Linked DNA regions of Mus musculus: region 2 is linked to region 1. A link is a contact called in public HiChIP or PLAC-seq data. All regions are on one chromosome and are shown on one strand. The core of a region is the stretch at or near the end of the contact, and the rest is flanking DNA. Distances in the headings are between cores, read along the strand shown. Region 1 holds the start of Tmem150b (transmembrane protein 150B). Region 2 overlaps Ssc5d (scavenger receptor cysteine rich family, 5 domains).

Evidence for each region. HiChIP or PLAC-seq counts read pairs in DNA pulled down with a chosen protein or histone mark.
Region 2: an H3K4me3 HiChIP or PLAC-seq map of bone marrow-derived macrophages shows a contact between it and region 1, with 3 times the contacts expected there. The contact joins the enhancer-like site here to the promoter of Tmem150b in region 1. A contact is called at or near these places in 2 of 39 promoter capture datasets (liver and pre-B cells), 15 of 484 Hi-C or Micro-C datasets (the N1E-115 cell line, cortical neurons, cumulus cells and 8 more), 2 of 115 datasets of contacts at active chromatin or transcription factors (bone marrow-derived macrophages and embryonic stem cells) and 2 of 9 other capture datasets (adipose tissue and embryonic stem cells).

What each region holds. Positions count from the first base shown.
Region 1 is chr7:4,722,799-4,726,742 of GRCm38.p6, forward strand. It overlaps Tmem150b (transmembrane protein 150B), which reads right to left and starts at 2,284. Exons shown (of 6, transcript NM_001142792.1): 1 at 2,110-2,284; 2 at 1,667-1,726; 3 at 1,511-1,578; 4 at 986-1,113. The coding sequence starts at 2,177.
Region 2 is chr7:4,941,458-4,945,401 of GRCm38.p6, forward strand. It overlaps Ssc5d (scavenger receptor cysteine rich family, 5 domains), which reads left to right. Exons shown (of 14, transcript NM_173008.3): 13 at 1,257-1,415; 14 at 2,094-3,371. The coding sequence ends at 3,307. Among named protein-coding and RNA genes, the nearest start is that of Ssc5d, 18 kb to the left of the region's middle. Within about 2 kb of position 1,989, at least 64 of the 459 cell types and tissues checked have an H3K27ac peak or open chromatin away from gene starts, as enhancers often do. A contact at or near this core is called in adipose tissue and bone marrow-derived macrophages, where this site is marked.

The DNA of each region.
Region 1 (3,944 bases), core at 1,034-3,533:
ATTCAACATAGATACAAAGTCAGATTTTCTCAAATAGTGTCATGGAGAGAGATGAAGACTAGAGAAAGGGCTAAGGGCATTCCTTGGAAAGGCACAATAATAATATTAGGACCTAAGAAGGCAGCTCAGTCCCTGGGTGCTTGCCTGGGTTTGGTTCCCAGTGCCCCGTAAAACAAGAGTGGGGCTCACCTGTAATGCCAGAACTCAGGAAGTGGAGGCAGGAGGTCTAGGGGAGTTCAAAGCTATCCTCCAATACATATCGAGTTCTAGCCTGGCCTTGGCTACTTGAGACCCTCGCAAAATAAAAAGTCCTTAAGGAAGGAAAATAATAACAGTAACACAGTCGTAGGTTGAGAGACATAGGAACAAATGAGCAAGCAAGCAAATAAATTAAGAAAATGACAGTGGAGGCAGTCTGACTATCCTGTGGTCTCACCCACCCTGCACCTCCTCATCTTTCAGCAAGAGACTGTACATCAGTACATCAGAGACAGAACATAAAACACAGTAACAAAATAGACCAGTGAGATTTTTCCTGTCCTTTGTCCATTCATTCATTCTAAAGTTAATCTGCAGATCTTCATGAATGCCAGAACTAGAATCTGTGAGTCTCTGTTCATTTCTGACCACCCACAGATAAACTAGATTGCTCTAGGGTACAGCCAACAGCAACTGAACAGAATTCGGTGGAGATTCTGGTAAGACTCGATCATTGTACCGCACTGCAACAATTTCATGAGGAAGTGAGGCAGATAATGGTGGCTGCAATAAAATTCTCCCAACCTCCGAGGGTTCCACAAGGTTCTGAACACACACCCTAATACATACAGGACACCCCATAAAGCCCTCTATAGTGCAAGAGTCGTGAGAACTACAAACCCCAGAAAGCTTTGCGAGCCGAGTACACAGAAAGAGCCACCAGAAGCCGTAGGGAAATGTAGTCCAGTTCCCCCCGCCCCCCAGGTTGCTTTCCAGCGCATCTCACCTGGAAGTTGCCTACTATGGAGGTACCCAGGGCACAAAGGATCCCCGACCACAGAATTAGCTGGTTTTGCCAGGTTTTGACGCCCCAGTCCCGGAGTTGGTGATGACGCACAATGCAGATCCAAACAGCTAGGAAAGAGAAGTGAGAGGCAAACTCATCACAGGATTCGCAGCTGGAGGGGAAGATTTGAAACAGGAAAATGCTGGTGTCCCAGTTAAACATAGGATGAGGGAAGAAGGGATTTGGAGGTACGGGCTTGGAGGTTTGAGGGAGACGGACTGGGATCTGGATTCCTGGATCTGAGGGGGAAAGACTGGGGTATGGACTCTGGGTCTGAGAGAAGAGAATTGGGGTCTAGACTCCTGGGTGTGAGGAAGGAGGTCTGGGGCATGAACCTTGGGGTCTGAGGGAAGAAGGCTCCTGGCTTTCAGGGAAACCAGTTGCTCTGGTCTGAGGAAGGAGGAGATGGGGACCCTTTAGGCACCTTTGGGCTGGCAGTGAAAGGAAAGGTATAGAAATACTTACTTAGAGCAGCTCCTATATTGAGGACTTGGCCGAAAATGCAGCTCTGAGGAGCATAAGAGCCACAGATACTGCAAAAGAAGAACAGGGTCATCTTTTGGCTCCTCCCAGACAAGACCCTCTATTTGCCTCCCCCATCACCACCTCAGCCATAACAACCTGATAAAAGGGAAGCCTTCGTTGAGGTCCACAGAACCATTAACCACAGCGATTGCAAAACTGAGACGAGAGGAATACAGGAAGTTAGTAAGTGGATCTTGTAGAGAGCTTTCCTTTCTGTTCCCTAAACCAAACACTTCCCTGTGTTAATGGACTTCTGGCCTCTATCCTGTGTCACAAGAAGCCATCCAAAAACCAGCTGTCTTCCCTCAGACCCAAAAATCCAAACATTAGCTCTCCTCCCTCAGACCTGGAGTCCAGTCCCCAGCCCTCCTCCCTCAGACCTGGAGTCCAGTCCCCAGCCCTCCTCCCTCAGACCTGGAGTCCTGTCCCCAGCCCTCCTCCCTCAGACCCAGGAATCTAGCCCTCCTTCAGACCCAAAAGTCCAGACCCCAATCTTCCTCCCTCAGACCCAAGCATCCTTTAGGGCCTCTGCTACTTACACAATCCAGATGCCAGCTATAGCCCACAGAAATAAGATGACAGGCAGCAAGGACAGGTAATTCCACATTGCTGCGCTCTGCAGTGGAAGTGAAGAAGCTGGATCTCCAAGCAGTCTTTAGGTGTGTGGTGCTGAAGACGGCCCACCTGCTTTTGTGGTCCCACTGGCTGGAAGCCTGGCCTTGCTCGGGGCTCTTTTCCCTATCTTCTTCAGACCCAATCAACTGTTGTTGGTCTGTTTTCCTGGCTCTTCACTGCCAGCTCCCAGGCTCCGGGTTCCCTTAGGGCCCTCACCTTTCCAAGTTCCCTCAAATTCTCTCCATTTCCTTAATACATTTAGATCTGAGTGGCAGTACCAGGTGATTCCAGGTGTGGCAAAAGAAGGCAGGCCTCCGAATTCCGGAAGAGGCAAAGTCCAGGCTGAGTGTGTATGAGATATTCAGCTTTGGGTCTAATCAGTAGTCATCGTCTGTAATCTACCCAAACAACTACTTCCTGTCTCAGATTCGTAAAAGGGACACTCTTGCTTCAGGGAGCCCCTAACTTCCTTCCTACAGTTTTGTGGGTTCAACGTCCAAATCCCCCGGTACTTTATCCTCCCCACAAACTACATACAGCTCCCTGAATGCATACATACATGTCACTTCTGGAGTCCAGCCACCATTACCTACCTGCAAATGCAGGTCTCTTTTCTGGAGTCTTCTATAGCCCCTGCTGACCTGGAGTTGGTGATGTTCCCGTCCTGTCTCCTGAAGAGCTGTAGGCTGCTTGTCCATTCTGGGATTGTGCCTTCTGGGTTCAGTCTTTTGGGTTGCTTGATGTGGGATCTTGATGATCCCACCCCACACGCTCCTCTTCTCTTCCCTTCCCCTCACCCTTTCTTTTTCTGTTCTAACAAGAGTTCCCCAGGCTGGTGAGATGGCTCAGCGGTTAAGAGCACTGACTGTTCTTCCAGAGGTCCTGAGTTCAAATCCTAGCAACCACATGGTGGCTCACAACCACCTGTAATGATATCTGACACCCTCTTCTGGGGTGTCTGAAGACAGCTAGAGTGTACTTATGTATAATAATTGGCCCTGAGCGAGCAGGATTGACCAGAGCGAGCAGAGGTCCTAAAAAAATTCAATTCTGAACAACCACATGAAGGCTTACAACCATCTGTATAGCTACAGTGTACTCATATACATAAAATAAATAAATAAATCTTTTTTAAAAATTCCCACAATGGGCAGGGTGTGAGTGGGGAAGGTGATAGTGGTTATAAGATCCCCATCTGCAATCTCTACCCCCACAAGCAGCTTCTTAGACTTTCTATCTTTGTTTTCTGAGACAGGATGGATCTTAGTACATAGCCTAGATTGACCTCGGATGCAAGATTCTCCTACCCCGGCCTTCCTAGTGCTGGGATTAGGGCCTAGAGAGACAGCTCAGTGGATAACAGCACTTGTTCTGGAAACCTGAACATCTGGATTTGAATACCCAGTACCCACCACACAAGCAGGCCTGTTTGTGCACACCACTGTTGCAGCAACAAAGTCAAAGACAGATTCCCAAGAGCCAGCCTAGCCTAAAAGACAACAAGCATCCCTTCGGATGAGGAGACCTGAGGGAACAGGGAGAAGGTAAAGAAACCATCTGACATCTCCTCTAGCCCTAACTTGTATGCGTGCACTCACATGGTGCTACATGCCCTCCCCCAATGAAATAATAATGGTAATGATAAAAATAATTAATGGCTGGTGAGATGGCTCAGTGGGTAAGAGCACCCGACTGCTCTTCCGAAGGTCGGAAGTTCAAATCCCAGCAACCACATGGTGGCTCACAACCACCCGTAATG
Region 2 (3,944 bases), core at 739-3,238, 220 kb after region 1:
AGGGTTTAACTGAGGTCATCAGGATGTACAGCGAGCAACTTTACCCACTGTTCCCAGGAAGGGAATTCTCAAGCGACCAAAGGCCTGTGGGAGAAAACTCGCATAGTCACATGGTTAAGATTCTTTTTAAGGACTTATTTTGTGGTTCAGGCATGGTGGTGCATACCCTTCATCCCAGAACTCTGGAGGCAAAGGAGGTGGATCTATGTGAGTTTGAAACTAACCTGGTCTATATAGCAAGTTCCAGAACAGCCAAGCTACACACACACACACACACACACACACACACACACACACACACACACACAGCTCAGTGAGACCAGAAGAGGACATCCAATCTAAACCTGGCATTACAGGCAGGTGTAAGCTGCCTGAAGTGTGGGTTGGAAACCCAAAAGATGCTCTTAACCACTAAGCTATTTCTCCCACCTCAGCAAGGGTAGGCTTTAAGCTCTAAGAAGGGCCTCCATGGATCTCTCTGGCTGCTAGAACATCACCACAGATCTAGTGGCTCATGTTCTTGATCTTCTGTAGGTCAGACTTCATGGGTCTGACTGATCTAAGATCAGGCAGGGCTGATCCCTAGGGGAGAAGCTGCCCTCTTGACTTTTCCAGCTCCAGCCCCTTCCTTCGTCAAAGCCCGGAGTGTGTTGCCTTTCTCTGGGCTTAATCGTGTCTTTAGTCTTTCCCCTGAGATTCACCCTGGAAAGGTTTGTGTATTCTAAGTATTTATGAGACTCAGGAACGTTTTTTCTTTTTGTTAATTATTTATTGTCACCCATTTATTTATCTATTTATTTTAACTGTATTATGTTTGTGCATGTGTGTATGTGTGTGCTATGGCTTAAAAAAGGCTGCTTGGGACAGCATGATAGTTCAGTAGATAGGATACTTGGTGACAAACCTGACAAGTATTGTTGGAGCACACATGGTGGAAGGCACACATGCACTAATAAATACATGTCATTTTAAAATGTAAAGGGAGATTGGAATTCCAGGCCAGCATCAGCTACATGAGTTCAAGTTCAGTGTGAGCTACCTGAGACTGTGTCAAAAACAATATTGCTTTGAACGGAATCAATGCACGCATTTGCTTTATGGGATAACCTCTTCAGGTTCTGCGTTTACTAGCCAAGAGCATCCTGACCGGTGACAAGGTGACATAGGCTGAGGGGCTGAATGACGGGTGAGCTGTGGTAATGAGCAGCAGGAAAAAGTGGAAGGAGGACTCAACTCTCTTCCTCACACATCTGCAGATGACCAGGGAGGTTATGAGTCTTCCTGGACGTGGGATACACCTTCAGGAAGGGGTCTGTTCAAGGGGACCCCCACCACAACCAAGCCTGGATCCACAGTTACCACTAGCACCAGCAAGAGTCCCGGCCACCCCTTTCCAGCTCCAAGGGCCCGTGCAGGTGAGGCATGGGCAAAGAGGCCTGGGGAGTATGTGTCCTGGGGTACAGAGATGGGCTCCAAGCTCCTAGGGGTAACTACTTCTTACTTCAAAGATCAAGCAGAGAGACAGCCTCGAACTCACACACTTCCTCCTGCCTCTGACTCTAAAAGGCTGGGGTTGAAAGCATGGGCCACCACGCCTGACTAACTCACTTCTTTTCATTCAGTTTAGAACCCCAGCCCAAGCGATAGATATGGTTGTTTCTCCCTCCTCAATAAAATCTCTCTGTAAACTCCCATATAGACATGTTCAGACCTGTGTCCCCTGGGTGATTCCAAATCTTGTCAAGTTGACAGTGAACGTTAATTATCACATAGAGTCTCACTGTGGGTGTTTCCTAGGAGTCTTCTCGTATCCCAAAGCGTGTTCATCTTTCTGGTCCCCTGGGCTCTTTCTCCACTCTGTACTTGTAGGCATCTGTGTTCCCCGCATAGGCCACCAGGTGGCGGCAGGGACCTCGCAAGAGTTGAGGAGGAGGGGCACTAGGGCCTGGTGAAATCTGCCGGTGACCCATGATGTCACGAAGATCTTTGCCTTCCCATTGGTCTTCTCCTCAAGGGACTTTGCGGAATACGTAGATAGGGCAATAGGGCAGACTGACCTCTGACCGATCTGCCCCTCTTTTCTCCAACTCCAGGTTCACCAAGGAAGCCAACACCTGAGCGCCGGCCGCTGCCCACCTCAGCCACCACCTCATCTCCTGCTTCCTCCTCTTCACCAGAGCCTTCTGGCTCACGGCAGACCTCTGGCTCCTGGCCACAACTCATCCCAGACTCAAAGCAGGAGGGGACCTCTAGCTCCCCCAAACCATCTCTACTCACCCCAGGACTTCCCTCCCCAGCAACCTTTGCCTTGTCCACTCCTAATACCAGTTTGCTTCCAACACGTTCCCCAGAGCTTTCAGGCAGCCCAACACCCACCTCCCCTGAAGGGCTAACCTCTGCCTCCTCTATGCTATCAGAAGTGAGCAGGCTTTCTCCTACCTCAGAGCTGACTCCAGGACCTGATACAACACCAGCACCTGAAATAATCCCAGAAAGTTCTGACTCCTCAGACCTCCCCATGAACACCAGGACCCCCACACAGCCGTTTACAGCCTCTCACCCCACCAGCATCCCTCAACTCAACACAACTTCTTACCCCACCATTGCCCCTCAACCTACCACAAACCCTCAGCAACCCAGGAGCCCTCACCCCGCCACAAGTCCTCAACCTCCCACCAATACTCACCCTTCCTCAACCCCTGCCACCCCTACAGAGTCCCTTCCATCCTCCCGAAAGACAGAACTTTCCTCTCCCACTAAGCCTAGACTAAACTCAGAGTTGACCTTTGAGGAAGCCCCATCCACAGACGCATCCCAGACGCAGAACCTAGAGCTCTTTCTAGCCTCGGAGTCCGGCCCCTCCAGTCCCTCTCCAGCCTCAAACTTGGACCCACTACCCACAGATGCCTTCAAACCACCCAGAAGCCAGACCTTACACTCAGCTTCAGACCACCTCACTCAAGGGCCAACCCCTAATCACAACCCAGATCCTTTTGGGCCATGTGTGTCCCCATTACCACCAGTAAGGGTCATGGCTTGTGAGCCACCTGCCTTGGTGGAGCTGGTAGGTGCTGTGAGGGAGGTGGGTGACCAGCTGCAGAGACTGACCTGGGTCCTGGAGCAGGACCGGCAGGAGCGCCAAGTCCTGGCACTGGGCCTAGCCCAGTTGGTAGAGGCTGCTCAGGGGTTGGGGCAGCTGAGTGAGACTGTAAAGAGGCTAGCAGAGGTGGCCTGGCCCCCCAGCACTCCTGTGCCCATGACCACCACCACAGAGGAGGAGGAGAGGCCTCTGAGGGGAGATGTGTGACCCACTCTGAAATTCACGGTGCTTAAGATACTCTTAAACAAAAGCCAACGTATGTACAATCGAAGTGTGGGTGTTGTTACTGGGGAGCAGGGGCTCTGGAGGGACAGAATTACAATGCTGATCCTAACTTGTCAATGCCATCTGTGATGGCGTTGGAGATCATGGTGAGGTGATGGCAGTTGATGGTCATGTGCTCACGGTATTGATGATGATGGCAGGGTGACAGTGGTGTTGATAGGGATCATGGTTAGTGACAGGATGGCGCTTATGGTGAAGGTCATGGTGATGGTCACAATGCTGTGATGGTGGTTGGTGGTCATGGTGGTTGTGATGATGGGATGATGGCAATAATGGTGTGATGATGTCAGTGGCGATGAGCGTGATGACAAAGATGGTGTGGTGGTGTTGTGGTATAATGATGAAGATGGTGGTCACGGTGTTACCGATGAAAGCCGTGATTGTGTGTGGATGGTGATGGTGATGTTAGTTGTGAAGGTTATGATGGTGTGGGGGAGTAATTTTGTGGTGACTCTGGTGATGGCGTTGATAACAGTGATGATGGTATTGGTGGTGGTGGTGATGGTGAACTGTGGATGGTGGTGATTACAGTGGTGATGGTATTGATGGTTATGGTGAA